2 separate regions of the Anser cygnoides genome follow, and region 1 is linked to region 2. A link is a contact called in public Hi-C data. All regions are on one chromosome and are shown on one strand. Each heading gives the region's core, a stretch centred on a gene start, on an enhancer-like site or on the middle of the called end of the contact. The rest is flanking DNA. Distances are from core to core; before and after follow the strand shown.

The links. Hi-C and Micro-C count contacts between places; a contact is called where the count stands out from the background.
Region 1: a contact with region 2 is called in a Hi-C map of liver, with 2.4 times the contacts expected there. The contact joins two enhancer-like sites. A contact is called at or near these places in 2 of 7 Hi-C or Micro-C datasets (both in liver).

What each region holds. Positions count from the first base shown.
Region 1 is chr1:15,095,201-15,097,900 of Taihu_goose_T2T_genome, reverse strand. LOC125183302 (a long non-coding RNA gene) reads left to right here. Exons shown (of 3, transcript XR_007165098.2): 3 at 535-2,700. Among named protein-coding and RNA genes, the nearest start is that of NAMPT, 4.8 kb to the right of the region's middle. Within about 2 kb of position 1,445, at least 1 of the 3 cell types and tissues checked has open chromatin away from gene starts, as enhancers often do. A contact at or near this core is called in liver, where this site is marked.
Region 2 is chr1:14,508,630-14,511,329 of Taihu_goose_T2T_genome, reverse strand. All of the region lies in intron 2 of SRPK2 (SRSF protein kinase 2), which reads left to right. Among named protein-coding and RNA genes, the nearest start is that of SRPK2, 64 kb to the left of the region's middle. Within about 2 kb of position 1,344, at least 3 of the 3 cell types and tissues checked have open chromatin away from gene starts, as enhancers often do. A contact at or near this core is called in liver, where this site is marked.

The DNA of each region.
Region 1 (2,700 bases), core at 196-2,695, 590 kb before region 2:
CCCTGCTTTCCACGTCTGCACAGGAGAAGCACAAGCCATGGCACAGCCAGCAGCAGTTCAAATGCACCAGCACTGAGTGAGCAGAAATGATTCTGCATCCGCATGCAGGGCTTGCTCACCTAGAGCTAGGATGACTTAGCAGAACAGCCCTGCATCCGTATGCAGTATCTCAGCTCCAGCCACAGGTACAAATATCCTTGCTGACTGCGTGAAAGGGCTTTAATTTTTCCCATAGCCAAATCCTAAAGCCTGTGATGAGCTGTTATGAAAATGGACATCACTTGGGGCTCAGTCCTGGTCCCTTTATAATCTAAATATTTGCACTCCTCAGGAACAGTAGGAGCGAGATCTTGTTCCCATTTAGAAAGGGTGCAAGAAAAAAAAAATCACACATTTCTTTAAACATGCAGTGCAACAAATTTTGTAGCCTTGTGATATTTTTTGCCAGAATACTCTCTGCTCAGTACTGCTTGCCCTCCATACCATTCTTCTAGAGAGCAGAAATAAATTATTCATTATTTTTTCTCTTTAAAGAAACAGTATGCAAGATCTTGAGCTCACTGAAATCAGTGGTAGCTTGGACTACTGACTGGAGAAGTGCTGCCTGTTACGGGATCATGCCTAAGCAGAAAGTGTCTGAGTATGTTAACACGACCCCAGTTCAAGGCTGAAGTTCATGTGAGGAGACTGGTTGATGTCACCAGCTGTGAAACCGCCACTCCTACAACTGACAGGTTAAAGCACAATGGTAAGTGTCAGGGCTGTCTCCTGTATTTTACAAATGTGTTGATTTATCTCGTGTTTCTGAAAAACCAGCGTGAATGTTACAGAAACCGGGTGATCACCACGTACATATAATCTTCCATGTTGCCAATACAACAAAACCAGAAATTTTGGGGAATCAGAGTTTCTAAGGTAATACAGGTTTTTTTTTCCTGAGTATGTAGAACTAAAATAAAGAGAAATATAACCTTCACCTTGCTAGAATGAGCATGGAGACCTGGATCACTGAGAAGTCATCTCTGGGCTTTCTAAACCTGACAACTGTCCTTTGGCGGTCAGATATATCTGTGGCAGAGCGGCTGAACTTTGCATGTTTTGCTAACACAACGGCGCATTGGGTGTTGTCAACCATGTATTCTTACCTGGACACACAACTGGACAGCTCACTCTCTTTGAAAATGGTTCTTTCAAATACACAACAAAAGAATAGCTTTGTTTGAGGTCTCTTGTCCCTCCAAACCGTACAAAACTCAGTCACACTCCATGGACACTGCAGTTGCTGCTATTGTGGAAATGCAGAGGCTCTCGTTTGAATCAGTCCTCACCACATTAGGCAACAAACAAACACAGAACTAGAAGTGGTCTCAGCTCCAGAGGACTTACAATTTATTGTTTTACTCCAGAGCAGTAAAAAGTGATTAAATTACAAATGTTATTCTACAGAAATGACTGTAAAATCTTCACACTGTACCATAACAGCACAAATTCTCCATCGGCCAAACAATGCTGAAGAAACTGTTTAGAAGTATTTCTGAATCCTGAAATAAATTTACTGGAAATAGTTCACTCTTCTTCCTGTAAAAGCCAGACGCATTAATTAACATGAACTCTATTTGCCCGAGCTGAGCCTCAGGGCACTCTAATGAAGTGGAGGAAATTTGGTTTGGGAGGCAAAGAAAATACTCTGTGCTTACTTGATTTAAAAGAAAAAGAAACTGAGCTGTTCGGATGTTTGGGAACCTTGACGTGTCGGCAAAGCACAGGTGATCCAGTCTAATATTCATGACAGCTACCTTCCTTCCTCCCACAGTCCACAGATAACATTTAACTAGCTGTGGAGGGTGATTTCAGGTGCACATTGTGCCATAGACAGACTCGGTATAGCTCAGAGGTTATTAATACAAAGTTCATCGGCTCAGGTACAGCGCTGCACAAACAAGGTTAAACAGCGTTCAGTGTCGTTTCAGATCTGGAAGTGGCTGCGCCGTTTTTACGTGATCTGGGATGTGATGAGTAAGCTTTACTGACCGAGCTAGCTCCATTCACTGTATATCTGAACCACACTACAAAATCAGGAAGACTCAGACGTGCAGCACAGGAAACTTTACTCATGGAGAGACATCAGGTCCAGCAAGCTCCGGCTCAGGAAGGTCTGTCTTGATCCAAGCTGGTTCTAGGCAGATGCACTCAAATATCCATGCACAACACTTAACTTGTGAGGAATCTTGAGCAGTGGCAAAAAAGGGCAGAGACACCTGAGCGGCCTGTTGTGGAGGGAGCCTCAGGACTCAGCCAAAGCTGCCAGACTGTGGTGGATCCACAGTGACTATGCAGAAGCAGACAAGTATCTCAGTACCTTCAGAAACTTCAGGGGATCCTGTGGCATTCATACATCTGTGTGGCAGCATTTTCAAGTCATGTCACCTTCACATTACTCTGGGCAGTAAAGTGATTGAACTTTTACTCCCTGAAGAACTAGCAAAAACCTCAGTACGGGTTATGCATTGCATGTTAAGAAATAAATATTCATGTGCTGAATAAAGGCATAATCATAACCTGAAATGAGGTTAGCCTTATGAACCTGAAAATCACCTCTTCCAAAAACCAAGGCAAGAGGCCTGGCAGCATATCTGGAAGGCTAGCAATCCAGCCCCCAGCTGAAAGACATACATCTGCTTCCAAAGATAAGACCTAACA
Region 2 (2,700 bases), core at 95-2,594:
GTGCTTGTTGCAAAACCCACTTGAGGTAAGGTAGTGCAGAGTTATATAATAATAGGTAAGGTGTTCTGGGGCATAATCCAGCTCAGACTGGCCATCCTGCCTCTGCTCCTCCTGGTCCAGAAAAGAAAAGAGCTATCTGATAGTAACAATTAAAAATTATTTCTTGTGCCAGCTGAAAAACAAACAAACGCATATCCTTGTTTAGAAGAGGAGTGGTGTCTCTAAGGTGGACAGGAAGGCTATTGTTAATTTGACCTGCAAGACCTGCAGATTGCCCAATTCCATTACAGGGTAGCTGAACAGGCAAAAAAAAAAAACCAAAAAACCAACAAAAACAGACCCACACCACACATTAGCCAATATTTGGCTATCTGACATCTGTATTCAGAAAACCTGGCATGTATTTTTTCTAATATAAGAGCCCAAAAGCTAGCTAGTACTTGAGGCTTTGCCAAGTTGCTTCTCTCAGGAAGAAAAATAGATTATGTGATTTGAGGGTTGTGAGATTTTTGTGTGTGCACAGCCCTGTTTATTTACAAAGAATGTAAACAGAGCTCTGTTTGCTTGAGCAGAGTAGAAACAAAGTGCAACAGGCAGCTATTTTGCTGATGTTTTCAAGTCTGCCTGTCTAGCAAGTGCTGTACTTGGGGGGGGGGGGGGGGGGGGAAAAAAAGAAATACTAAATGAAAAAACCACACGACTCTCCTTCCTGAGATCACACAGGCAGAGTATTTTTACTGTGTTTTTTTCTGCCTGCTACACAGAGGCATCTGTAACTGCGAGCAGTTTTTCCCAACTCCTTTAATTTCATAATTGATATTTAGAAAATTCTTTAATGCACACACCTTACAGTCTGCCTGGATGTGATGCGTCAGTGCTTTGGACGGTGTTTTTCAGTTTATTTACAGCTGTTACATAAAAGAGCTGATGTTGCTTTTCTACTTGGACCAAAAAGAAAGGTATTCAGCCCAACCTTCCGCCCTGATCGCAGCCAAGTGCAGAATTATTTAGAGCGTAGCGTGATCACAGCCATCAATTTTTTCGGATAACAATGGCAGACTTAAAATATAACTTTCCAAAGAAGCCTCTATGCAGCCTGTAATACCATTATTTGCTCGCTGGACTCTGCGGTTTCCTCACAGGTCACGTTGCATGGCATCTCAAGACTCCTGCCCTTTACTGCAAATAGCTCTGCCCAGGCCTTTCCCGTGGACAGGTGGGAGCTGCTTTAGGATCTCTGTTTGCCACTTCCCAGGCTTCTGCCAGCTCTTCCCTGGGCTTCTCCGGAGCAAGATTCTTTAGATCTAACCCATTCTGTGCGCGTTTGTTTGTTTTTCTTCTAAATCACCGCTTTTTCTTGTACAGGCAGGCTGGCTGTAGGTTACCACATGATGCTTGGGCAGCCTGCTCGGTTGGACCAAGCCTTTGTGAGTCGGCTGGATCTGACTGACACGCAGGCATGCATTTCCTTCCTTGGCTCCTGGAGGCTTCTGTGACTCGCACAGCTTCCTGCCTCCCTCAGCCTCTTCTAAGACATAGCTGTTTTGTCCATGACCAGCAGTTCATGCGTATGTCGTTGCCTGTAAGAAGAAATCTGAGATTCGTTTGCAGTGGAGTTTTATCTCAGAGCTTTCCCTTCGCTCCCTGCCTCAGGCCTTGTTCTTGTTGTCCACTCCTTGTATTCAGATACCATCTGCTCCCAGTCCTCTGCAGGCTGTTTGCTTTGTTATCCCGTGTTTGATTTTGTGCTTTTTTAAAGTTTATTTCTAAGTACCGATACATCGAAGGAGATAGGGATTATGTGAAGTGAAAGTTACAGACGTGAAAATACGGTAATACTTCATGTACTTCTGTATATATGTTTTTTTTTCTTTGACAAAGGTTTTATAATAATCTAGGTATGTTAGCTTATAACAGAGTTAACAAGTGGAATAATAGGATTTATTCAGACATAGGAAAAAAAATGGTCCAATTGGAAAGACGGAAATGTTAGGGGCTTAAATTGTATTTAACAATGATAAAACACTACTGGTGTCTCTTGTTTATCTTGGCATTTGCTAGACTTGTGATACCGTTTGCCATAACATCCTGATAGACAAACTGATGAAGTATGGGCCAGGTGAGGAGGAGTGAGATCTGGCTGAACTGTTGGGCTTACAGGGCTGTGAGCAGTGTCACGGTGTCCAGCTGGAGGCCAGTCACCACCCAGTACTCCAGCGGTCGCCCTTTCCTGGGGCCAGGACTGTTTAACATCTTTGTTGGTGACCAGGGTGATGGAACAAAGTGCACCCGCAGTGAGTTTGCAGACAAAACAACTCCGGGAGCAGTGCCTGGTGCCCCGGCTGGCTGTGCTGCCTGGAGAAATGTACCTCGTGCAGTTCAACCCAGGGAAAGGCCGAGTCCTGCACCTGGGTGGGAACAGCCCTAGGCACCGGTAAAGGCTGGGGGCCCACCAGCTGGAAAGCAGCTTGGCAGAAAAGGACCTGACGGACAGCAAGCTGAACGGGAGCCAGCAATGAGGCCGAGCGCTGCCAGCAGGCCAAGGGAGGTGATTCTTCCCCTCTCTGCCGTCCTGGTGAGACATGTGGGAGGGAGAAAGAGAGGGATGAACTGGAGCAGGTCCAGTAAAAGGCCGCAAAAGATGATGAAGGACTCGCAGACAGCTTCCCCTGTCATATGAGGAGAGGCCTGGAGTGATGG